Regions from separate parts of the Zea mays genome. Here region 1 is linked to region 2. Evidence: chromatin contacts called from public Hi-C data. All regions are on one chromosome and are shown on one strand. Each heading gives the region's core, a stretch centred on a gene start, on an enhancer-like site or on the middle of the called end of the contact. The rest is flanking DNA. Distances are from core to core; before and after follow the strand shown. Region 1 holds the start of LOC103626439 (pentatricopeptide repeat-containing protein CRP1, chloroplastic-like). Region 2 holds the start of LOC100285378.

Region 1 (5,647 bases), core at 347-2,846, 170 kb after region 2:
TGCTACTGGAGGCAATTAAACTGGTAAATCGAGCACAGAAAACACATATTTTGGCTCATCTGCTTATGTTCAGATCATAGTATAAAAATCCATGAATTGCAAGTTCTTGCAGGTGTAATGGAAGTGTCATCTAAAACAAATTCATCTACTAAATCTGGATATTTTAAGTCAATACTTGTAGTAGTATTCATCTACTTATGTGCATATCATAGTATCAAAATCCATGCATTGCAGATTGTGACTTGTAGGCGCAATGGGAGTGTCATCTGGAAGTTCTTTTTTCTCATATTTGGGTCTGATAAAATCATCTGAATATTGTCAGGAAATACTTAGACTATATTTTTTTTGCATTGATTCTTCCCTCAAGCTGGCTAATTCTATTGGTTCTGCTATTTGCTATAAGCCCTGGCTTAACAGCAACTGGTTCCATTGATCATATGAATTAGTGAAAACATCCGTTATAATCCTGGAACAAATTCTTGAAGCCTATTCTTGGACAACGAATGAATGAAGTAGATGACTCAGTGTTCTACTTAATTAATTGCTTGCCCGGTGGTTATTATTTCTTCCAGTATGTCTCATTCTGGTGTGTAAGGTGAGATGCAGCACTGCAACTCCTCCCACCTCTGTGCAAGTGTAAACATAAGATGACATCTGCGCTTTTAGCTTGAAACTAGACGATAAGTTGAATTGTACGTACAATCTTGTGCTTCATGTGCCTATTTCTTATTCTCAAAATTACTTTACATTACCTTATTTACATATTTCTTGTATTTACGTGTTTTAATTTTTCAGTAGGTTCTACTTCTGCACTTGGAACTATCAACAAAGAGTCAAAGAGTAAAGATGTTATTCCATGATGGCGTGTTTCATACATTATTTATCTTTATGTTATGTTTTGTTGTAGATTTTTAATTGTCATTTTCTATTTTAGTATTGTATTGTATGGCTGTTTCCTTGAAACCACATTCACACTCATCTCTATAGCAATGAACAGACACTTTGTTATATCTTTTAAGTATGTAAACATCCAATATGAGTGATGCTAGCAAGAATATAGAATAACAATTAGTGTTTTTATATATATATGGATTTTATCATATTGATTCCGTAGCAACGCACGGACATATACCTAGTTTTAGATTGAAAAACACAAACCTATCTCTTGGATCCTCTGATGCTATACATTTTACCTCCACGTAATTAGTACGATCCATGTTGTCTCCTTTTTTAGTATCTGGCCTCACATATCTTGCAGCTTGCCAAGTTAAGGATGACACGTCATCAAGCCAATGAATCCAGGATCACAAAAACAAACTAGATAATCATCTGTAGACAAATGCCATTAATCAGAGGTAGCCCAATACAACAAATCCATATCATTTGGCCTTAAAAAAATCAGATCAATACCTGATCTTGAAAGTATGTTTATATTTCAGGGCTTGTTTGGCTAAGGCGGATTGAGAGGGATGCCCCTTCTGTACAAATTTAAATAGGAGGAGAAAAATCTCCTCCAATCCTTCTTAAACTCCTCCAAACCGAACAAGTCCTCAACGAGAATGTTTTTACCTTAAAAAAAAAAGCAACACCTGAACTTGAAAGTATGTTCCCATTTCGACGAGAATGTTCTTTACATCACCAAAACTTATCCAAGCTCTCGCTAGCCACGGCCAGTCAACCACCGCGAGCTCCATCTCCATGGACGCCTGCTCTCTCGTCCACTGCCATCTGCCACGGCCACTGCAGCTCCCGCTCCTTGCGCCTCCAACTCCCAGCCGGCACCGGCCCCGCGTCGCCAGCGCCTTGGTCTGCTGCTGCTGCCCCGCCGCCGCGGCAGACCACCACCAGGAACGGCCCTGGGAGTGGTACGACCGCGCCATCCAGTCCCACGCGGGGTCCGACCTGGCGCGCTCCCTAGGACTTCTCGCCGACATGCAAGCGTCCGGGGGGCGCCCTAGCGGCAGCGCGTACGCGCGCCTCATCCGCGCGCTGTCCCGCGCAGGGCGCGCGCTGGAGGCCGAGGCGCTCCTCCTCGAGATGCGCCGCCTCGGCCCGCGCCCGGAAGCCGCGCACTACAACGCGCTCCTTGAGGGCCTGCTCGCCGCCGCGCACCTCCGCCTCGCCGACCTCCTCCTCCTCCAGATGGCCGACGACGGCGTCGCGAGGAACCGGCGCACCTACACGCTCTTGCTAGGCGCGTACGCGCGCGCCGGCCGGCTCGAGGACTCGTGGTGGGTGCTCGGTGAGATGAGGCGCTGGGGCATTCGCCTCGACACCGCCGGGTATAGCATGCTCGTGCGGCTGTACCGGGACAATGGCATGTGGAAGAAGGCCACCGACCTCGTCATGGAGATGCAGGAGGTTGGGGTGGAACTGGATGTTAAGATCTACAGCGGCCTGATCGATACGTTCGGCAAGTATGGACAGCTAGCGGACGCACGCAGGATGTTTGATAAAATGCGCGCCGAAGGCGTCAGGCCAGACATATCGACTTGGAATGCTTTGATTCAATGGCATTGTCGGGTTGGGAACATGAAACGCGCTCTGCGGTTCTTCACATCCATGCAGGAGGAAGGGATGTACCCGGACCCAAAGATATTTGTTATGATCATCAGCCGGTTGGGGGAACAAGGGAAGTGGGATGAGATTAAGAAGTTGTTTGATGGCATGAACAATCGAGGTTTCAAGGAGAGTGGCGCAGTGTACGCAATATTGGTTGACATTTACGGGCAGTATGGCCATTTTCGTGATGCACAGGACTGTATAGCTGCTCTTAGAGCTGAGAATACACAGCTTTTGCCTCGTGTATTTTGTGTCATTGCAAACGCTTATGCTCAACAGGTCAGTCTAACGGCTAAACTTGGGTTAAATCAATTTTGCCTCGTGTCATGATAGTTTTCCCCCACCATATTTTAAACTGAATATAGTTGCAAATGCCTTTGATTACATCCTAATGTTGTATGTAAGCATGTTGCACTAATGCTGTAAACTCTGGATAAGGATTCACAGTTTGTTATTTGAGAGAATAAGTTAAACCATTTCTGGCTTTGGAAATATTTTTCTTCTGTTCTTTTTAGAATATAAGATAGACATCTTGTAGGTTTGCAAACATGATGTTCTGGACACTGGATCCATCGACATCGTAAATAATTTAGCTGGGTCGCGGACATCTCTGTTTATCTGATCAGTACTCAGTATAACACCTGATGTTAATAAATCTTGTCGAAGTTGATGACAAGCAGTGCTGCATGTATCTAGACAGAAGTTATATGACACTGCGACTGAGCTGATGTACTTTTTCTCATCTGTTTCAGTACTGTACTTGGACCAGGATTTTTTTACGATATAGTGCATTTGAGAAACAGCATTCAGGTTTTTGTTTAGTACAATTAATAAGCTTGCCCCAATGCAGCAGGTCAATGCCATACAACCTCCAACTATTTTTCTGTATTTGCCTTTTCCTTAGGGGAGAGGGTTAGTTTGTCAGTAGAATGTCGATATCTGCCTGTCCTTATGCACATGTTTCAATCCATGCGAATCATGTTGACTGCTCACTCAAGGAGTCAAGGTGTTCCCTTTCTCTTTCAGGGACTGTGTGAACAAACTGTAAATGTACTTCAGTTGATGGAGGAAGAAGGATTTGAGCCAAACCTTGTTATGCTGAATTCGTTAATCAATGCTTTTGGCACTGCTGGAAGGCATTTGGAGGCACTAGCTGTATTTCAGCATATCAAGGATAGTGTATGTACCACATCTAGAAACGAGATGAAAATTGTTTTTAAAAATCTTGTTTTGAAGTTTTGCTTTCTTTGCACTCCTATGATTAACTGTTCTTTTTTCTTATAGGGTATGAGCCCAGATGTTGTGACATACACTACACTTATGAAGACATTCATGAGAGCAAAGAAATTTGAAAAGGTCTGCCATTTTATCTCCTCTTTTGTTAAATTAGAATAGCCACGCATGGTAACATGCACAGAATATTAACTGTTGGTTATGATTATGGAAGGTCTTGTTTTCAGCTCATGAATATAGGTTTCAAATTTTAGTTGTTTTTTATTAGGATGGTCGAATATAAAAGTAACTGATTTTATTGTATGTACCTGATTAATCTAAAAGCATTGAAATAATTCTGCTCTTGGCTCGAGTAGGTATCTGAAGTATACAGAGAAATGGAACGTGCTGGATGTGCTCCAGATAGAAAGGCTAGAGAAATGTTACATGATGCAACTGTAGTTCTAGAACAAAGAGGATGTAAGTATTTCATTTCAAATGACTTGTGCTTTAAGGGCGAGTAGAATGGACGAGTGATGATGTATGCAATATGCTTTGACAGGTATCTATTGAATTCGGAATCATTGCTGTTGTAATTGGTCCATTGTCAATGCATGTAACTTCAGGGAGCCCACCCCCTTTTTGCTTACACATGCATGATGCAGAGCAAACACAGGGTAGGCGATTAGTTTTACACCTTGATTTATACATTGTCGCTTCTCCAGTTTACCTGTTCTGATAACACTACAATATGGATTATCGTTTTTGCATTAAATTGTTCCAAGTTTCAAGTAGGCATTTCAGTTTCTATTACTTATTTTTATACTGCTGAATTTGATGCAAAAAGTAGCTGGAGATAACAATTTTGATTAGACCATGGAAGTCTGGCCATCAGCTTCTGTGGTTAACCATGCAATATGTAAATATGCTTTGCCATGTACCCATGCCCATCACTATTCCCATTTCAACCATGAAGAGCAGACCTAGTGTTGGGAGGCTCCCACTTGAGTGGGGTCTAGGAAGGGATAACCGAGTCAAGCCTTCCCCCGCAAATGCGGAGAGGCTGCTTTAAATCCATGACCTGGTGACTTAATGAGACAACTCTCACCACTGCATCAGGCCTGCCCTTCCATTTCAACTTTGAAGGCTATTTTTCAATATATCAATTAATACTTCATCTCTACTTTAAAGGCAGAGTATATGAGTCTAACTGTGTTCATCATACAGATTGAATGTTCTGATACATGTAGATGATCATGTACTGGTTTTCTTCAAGGTTGAAACACTATGCATGCGAAGATTTGGATGGTTATGGCATCAAGCCAATAACTCTTTCCAAGGCTCCTGAATGTCTATATGTTGATCAGAAGAGTGAAAAAGGTATGAGGCTTACCAGTGCTGGGTTTCGCTTATAACAACAAATGAAGCATTACTTATGTTAATTTTTACTGCTCTAGTGCAGGATAACCGAGTATAGTTTTCACCCTTGTACTTAGTCATGGTTATGGTCAAAGCAAGACTATCAGGCATAAACATAAGGATGAATCAGAAAATATACATAGGCCATGAACAGCGAGAAGCATATAGACACTCCGAAAATGAAGCACATCAACTTGGTGGAATTTCCTTACAGGTTTCTTTCTTTCCAAGTCATATATTATGAATTTTGTGTGAGTGTGACAAGGAATTGCTGAAAACATTTGGTGTTGATCATTGATTGTTATGTAAATGTATCCAAGTAGCTACATGGTAGCTTATGCAATCAATTGCCAAGTGGTAGAGTGTAAACAATACAACTACATTTTCACTATTTATAATGTCAGTTGTAAATACTTCAAATTCAAAGTAGCGCAACACAATTATGATTCAGTCC
Region 2 (6,034 bases), core at 1,426-3,925:
GCGAGGCCATGACCTAACAGAGCTTACCAGGACAAGACAATGGGCGGAGGAACCCAAAGCAAGTTGGGGCTTCTAGTTTTGTTGCTCCTCACTGCATATGGAAAAAGAGTATGTAGCAGCTAATGTTCAAAGCAAAAAAGAAAAGAAAAAAAAAGCAAACAAATATATGCAGGGAACTGCGCCACCAAAAACTGTCCCGTCCCTGTGGGAGAACATTTTTTTCAAGGATTCCTGGAACTTTGATTTTGATTTGGAAAGGGCACTTCAAGGTCTTTTTTTGTTTTGGAACATTGCCTCCCATTGGTTGGTTAGAACTCATCATTATAATTTATTTGAGGTTCCATCATCCTTCGTGGCCCAAGCACTATACAACGTACCTGCATTTATTCATGTCGTTCATTCAATAACCCCAAGAAAAAAAAAGAGTTGTAAACTTGACCAAAGGTCATAAAGCATGAAGTTTTCATCATTCTGCCACAGCATTTTTGTTGCTTAATGATTTTCCTTTTTGAGGGAAAGGCAGATGCTAAATACGAAGCCATGTTAGACAAAGGTGCCACGTGGTATTCAAGAATGCATTGGTGCATCCAACTAGAAAATATCAAAATATTGAATGGTGAGAGAAGTTGTAAATAAGCACTTAAGATCAGAAACATACCTCAAGATATGTGCGGACGCTTGGTTTGAAAGAAGTCGTAGAACTGAAGCATCAATTGTAATAGTAGTAGTACTTCCTCATCAAACTGTTAAAAATGATATTACATGGTACACAATATAGGTTCCTTGATCTTATTTACTGTAAGAACATCAGTGCAGAAATGCATCATAATGTTGTCTTCAATACATCAAGTCACAAATTTATCATTAATACATGACAATGGTTACATATGCACTAAGATTATGTGTTTCAGTTCATTCACAAAATAGCTGTAGCACAAGAAATAAACCTCATGTGATACATCAGACAAGGAACCTCCATTCATCAAATGTAGTATCCATATGGCTGCCATATTGACAAGGTTTAACTGGCGCACATGCTCAAATAACAATAACAGCCTACCAAAGAGGGGTGTTGTATGGACATCTCCATATCACCAAATATGGGGATGAGAAAAAGGGAAATATATGGTTGTTTGCTTCAAATATGTTCATAAAACAGATCAGAAGACATCAATATGTGCAGTTCTTTCCAATCAACCAGTCTTTTTTTCCTTTATGTAGTGAAGGTCTCTTCAAAAACACCCATACTTAAAACAAAACTGAAAATAAGCTTACTCAAAGAGAATATCAGTTATTGATTGCATTACATCGAGCTACACATACAGGATGATACTCAATGTAGTGTGGTTGTGCCTAACTGAAACTCCCTAGCCATACATGAACATGAGTACATGGGAAATCGGTACCTCCCCACTGCCTAATTATTTACTACACGAACAGAACCGGAGGCAGGCGTTGCACAGCAACAGAACAGACATATCACTTACATACAAACACTCTCATCTCAGGCCTGGCTGCCTCCCTTGGTGGTATGGAGCTTGGAAAGCAGGTAGAGGCAAACTGAAGACAGGAAAATCGATCCAGCAAAGCACAAGAGGTCAGCACAGGATGTGATGGTCACCCTCTTGCTCTTCTCGAAGATGCCAACCAGCAGAACCATGACAATGACATGGCCCAGCTTTGTCTTGAGATCATTCACCGACTTGATTTCAACCCACTTGGGCCGTTCCTGCAGACAGAGTCAGAGATGTCAAGAAACCGCGATCCTTTGCTGCCTCAGGAGTATCACTGACTGATTGGGATGTGCATGTGAACCAACCGGAAGGCTGAACAGGCCGAAGAGGTTGGACCCGTAAAAGGAGTCCATGTTACTGATGAAGAGCTCGTACAAGCCCGTCCCCAAGACAAACGTGACCGTTGCAATGAGAAACATCTCTGGAGGTGAAACAGGCCATGCACAGCAGAAAGCCATCAGGCGCATTGCCATTGTTAAGACAGGTTTGAGCATGCAGAGATGATATCGCAGTCAATTGTACATCGTGGCATAGATTTAAAGATTACAGCGGTTAGCAGCGGCATGACAGTGATTATTTGAGGAATGGAACAAGCGTCAGGTGAGCGGATTTGGTTACCAATGGCTTCCACCAGCAGGAGGATGACCTTCCCTGCGCCGTGCCGGTAGTACTCGACGAAGGCATCCATCACGAAAACGCATCCCTGCAGGATCCAAAGCTCCAGTTCACAAATTAGTGGGGAGTGGGGGGGAGCCGGAATGATCCGCGAATCAGTCAATGAAGCGAGCGAGCACCTTGAGGAAGCATGGGACAGAGCCGAGGAGCAAGCCACAAATGCCGAAGAAGGTCATGAAGCGGCAGGCGTAGATGACCTTCTCGATCCGCGCCTCCAGCTCAGACCCGTACCCCGTCCCGGGCAGCTCCACCGGGCGGTACAGCACCTCGCGGCGGCGGTCCTCCGACTGTACCGCTCCCGCCGCCGCCGCCGAGTGCGAGCACTTGGGCGACACCCCTGCTGCCCTCCCTCCCCCGCGCGGCCTCGGAGTCGGCCTCCATGCCCAGCCGACGCACCCTACCGCCGCCGGGACGCAACCGCAACCGCAACCGAGAGGCCTGGGCTTCATTGCCGTGTCTAGATTCTAGAACGGACTCGAACCGTCTTCTCCCGACCCCGCTCGCGGCCGGGGCGGTTAAGTAGGCGGCGCCCGCCCGGCGACGGAGTCCGGAGAGCGCGACAAGTGGAGCGCCACGTTCGGTGCACCGTGCGGTCGGGCGCGAACACCGACGGCGACGGGTCTCGTCGTCGTCCTCGTTCGTCGCGGCCTTGCGGGGCAGGCAGCGAGTCCACGTCGGCGGAGGCGAGGGGCACCCGTTCCCGTTCATCTCATCAGCCCCCGGTCCGGTTGTGAGTGGTGGATGGCGACGGAGATAATTCCGTCTTCTTTGGCCTGGTCGAAGCATGATTGAGGGTGATCTGGGCTCCCGCCGGCCAGCCATTCCTCCCGCGAATTCCTGCCGCCACACACCCGCGCCGGAACACGACGGCTCGTCCCGTCGTCCGCTCGTGTCGTGTCTGTGTGAGTGTTTCCGATTGGTTGGTTGGTTGGTTGACCGTTCAGGATTCAGGAGTCCACTCGCTCGAGTTGCTGGGTTGTCAATATTGGGCTTTATGGATCGGCCCATGGCATTCGATATGTTGTCCATAAAAGGCCGGCCCCACGCCAACTACGTGAAGCCCAAGCTAATTTCCCCGCGTCAAGAAAACATGATCCTCTCGGGAAGTCGGGATTTGATAAATCAGCAATGCTCAAGAAATTTGTTATACATCTTCTTTCATCACAATTCACAAGTCGATGGCACCGAAGTGAACTAATTCAACAATTGTTGTTGTTGTTAGTGTTCCTGCACAGTAGGAGTATCTGTCGATCTATGCACTGTACCGTACCAGTATTATTATTATTTTTGGTCTGTACAAGAATGGCGCATGTGTCAAATTGTGTTGCTGAGCCTGAGGGAATGAACAAATGAATGACAGAACAAACGCGTAGCTGCAGAGGAGACTGCAGGCAGAGACAGAGCAGGTGAACAATGGGTGACGCCTGCCTGGCTGCCAGGAGGACGCTACGGCGACCTGGAGCGGCAGTCGATGGGCATGGCGGTGCCATTGCCGGGGTAGAAGAAGAGGAAGCGGCAGGAGATGCGCGTCCAGAACTGGAGCGAGGCGAAGATGCCGACCTTCCAGGTGGTGCGCGCCTTGCCGAAGAGGTCGAGCGGGACGACGCCCGCCCGGAGCGCGCCGGCCATGTACTCCATCCCCTCGGGGCTGAGCTGGCGCCCCGCCGACACGACCTGGTAGCGGAGCGGGAAGGAGCTGCGGCGCGGCACAGCGAAGGTGCCCGCGCGGAGCAGCGCCACCTCGGCGCCGCGGAAGCCCACGGCGAGGTTGACGCGGGAGAAGGTGGCGTCGGTGCGCGAGTTGGAGTTCTCCGCCAGCACCGTCAGCGCCAGCTGCAGGTCGCGGATGGTGCCCGACTGGTCGTACGCCAGCGTCTCCAGCCGCGCGGACGAGACCAGCAGGTACGGCGTCGTGGGCTTGTACAGCAGGTACACGGCGAACACGGTGGCGCCCGTCACGATCACGCCGATGGTCAGCACCGTGCACAGGATCACCAGAAGCCACACCAGGCCGGAGCTCCAGCTCCGCTCCTCCTGCCGGATCCGCTGCACGCCGTGCCGCCTCTTGTACCCGTGGCCGTGCTGCGCCACCTCGCCGCCTGTCGGAGAGGCAGCGGCATGAGGGGCGCCGTGGGCTGGCTCTGCGCTCCCGTCCATTGCTGCTCGCTCCGGCGCCGCCGTGCCGGCGATGCCCGGGTGGAACTGGAAGGGATTAATACTGGAGTGGCATGGGTGCAAAGCAGAGAGGGAAGTATGGTAAGGTTGGGGGAGGCAAGGGTTTGGTATCTCGCTCCATTCATTCCTTGCTCTCTTCCCCAGCTTCCTTTTCCCGGAGCTAATCCTAATCCGCAAGCTCAAGGTGCCTCCTTGCTCGCCTCGCTTGCTTGCTTTAGAGCTTCAGACTTCAGTCTTGCGCTACCTGGAATTATAAACAAAAAAATATCTGGGCCCCCTGCGGGCTTTCTGCATGTCCGTTGTCCGGGTTGCAGGAACGATCGACCGACGACAACATCGTCAGCCATGGGCTTTCTCAGGTTCCCGCATCTGGGCCCATCAGCTGGTCACTGACAGTCTTCACATCTCAAAACACTAGTTTCCCTGTGCTCAGCTACTGGAAAAGCTAGCTGTCAGTTGCGTTCTGGATATCTCTATTGGCTTCTCGATCTCCATCGTTTCTGCTAATGCAGGTGATGCTAGCTAACAACTGGGCAAACAAAAGAGCATGTGATCCTAGAAATTACATTAATACTGAACCACAAGAGCTCTGTTGGCACCAATCCGGATGTCAAACACGGGAACGTACCGTCTCGTGGGGCTCTCTGCGAAGGCACGATGGTCCGCTGGCACAGAGTCGGACGGTCCACGATCTGGCGCAAGAGCGGCTCCTTCTCTGCACACTTACGGACGGTCCGCGTCTGGGGCCAACCGATCCACGATAACGTAGAGGATCTTTTTCTCCTTGAAGAACTCTAGAACTTGCCCCGGGAGAGTTCCAAGGGTTGCTCCGGGTCGGCAGGCCGCCCGGTGCTCCTCTAATCGGCGTAGAGCCGAGTAGAGATTGTTGTGGAAGACTAAACTAGATCTAATCCTAAGGCTAAATTACTCCTACTCCCATGAATTGAAAGAACGAAAAGATAAAACTGATAAATAGATTTAATTTGATCGATTATGGGGTTCAATCGGCCGTAGCCCTTCATCCATATAAAAAGGAGATCTGAATCCGCTACAAGTCGTTTCCTGAGCTAATCCCGCGGTTTTAGCCAACAAATCCTGCGAGAAACTCGGAACCCTAACTGATTCTGCGCACGCGTGGACCGTTCGTGCCACCATCGTAGAGCGTCCGAACCGCGGACCATCCGGCCTCGGGGCTGGACCGTCCGCGAGGACGTTTTGCGCCAAAAAGTGTGTTCAACAAGCCCTTGCCAAGCAAGGTTTGTAGTTGTATTGTGTCTCTAGCTGTAGTGCTCCCTTATTGTTATCTCTACTAACTATTAAGGGGGCAGTGTAGACTGCCCCCGCTCCCGCAACGCCCGCGCGCCAGCAACCCGCCGCTCCCGCACGCGCCAGCTCCCGCAACGTCCGTGCGCCAGCAATCCGCCGCTCCCGCGACGCCCGCCTCAGCAGCCCACGCCGCGAATCCCACGCACGCCAGCACCCTCCCCCCCGCCCTGTCGTGGAAACCCTGCGGCATGGCGAAGCGGAAGTCGCCGGAGACGTTCATGACCTCGTGGTTGCCGAGGATGGGGAGGAACGCGCCTCCGCGTGTCTCGGCAGAGAGGAAGAGGCGGCGGAGTAGGTATAGGAGGCGGAGCTCGTCGCCGCCGCGGTCGAGGATGTCGCCGAGC

Evidence for each region. Hi-C and Micro-C count contacts between places; a contact is called where the count stands out from the background.
Region 1: a Hi-C map of bundle sheath shows a contact between it and region 2, with 3 times the contacts expected there. The contact joins the promoter of LOC103626439 here to the promoter of LOC100285378 in region 2. A contact is called at or near these places in 5 of 25 Hi-C or Micro-C datasets (bundle sheath, ear and leaf).

The regions. Positions count from the first base shown.
Region 1 is chr5:61,444,689-61,450,335 of Zm-B73-REFERENCE-NAM-5.0, forward strand. LOC103626439 (pentatricopeptide repeat-containing protein CRP1, chloroplastic-like) reads left to right here and starts at 1,597. Exons shown (of 7, transcript XM_008646845.3): 1 at 1,597-2,841; 2 at 3,589-3,741; 3 at 3,847-3,918; 4 at 4,152-4,254; 5 at 4,337-4,451; 6 at 5,002-5,154; 7 at 5,237-5,647. The coding sequence starts at 1,624. The coding sequence ends at 4,347.
Region 2 is chr5:61,271,821-61,277,854 of Zm-B73-REFERENCE-NAM-5.0, forward strand. LOC100285378 reads right to left here and starts at 2,676. Exons shown (of 4, transcript NM_001158271.1): 1 at 2,309-2,676; 2 at 2,133-2,217; 3 at 1,820-1,935; 4 at 1,267-1,729. The coding sequence starts at 2,638. The coding sequence ends at 1,505. LOC103626434 (late embryogenesis abundant protein) reads right to left here and starts at 4,594. Exons shown (of 1, transcript XM_008646842.3): 1 at 3,310-4,594. The coding sequence starts at 4,346. The coding sequence ends at 3,636.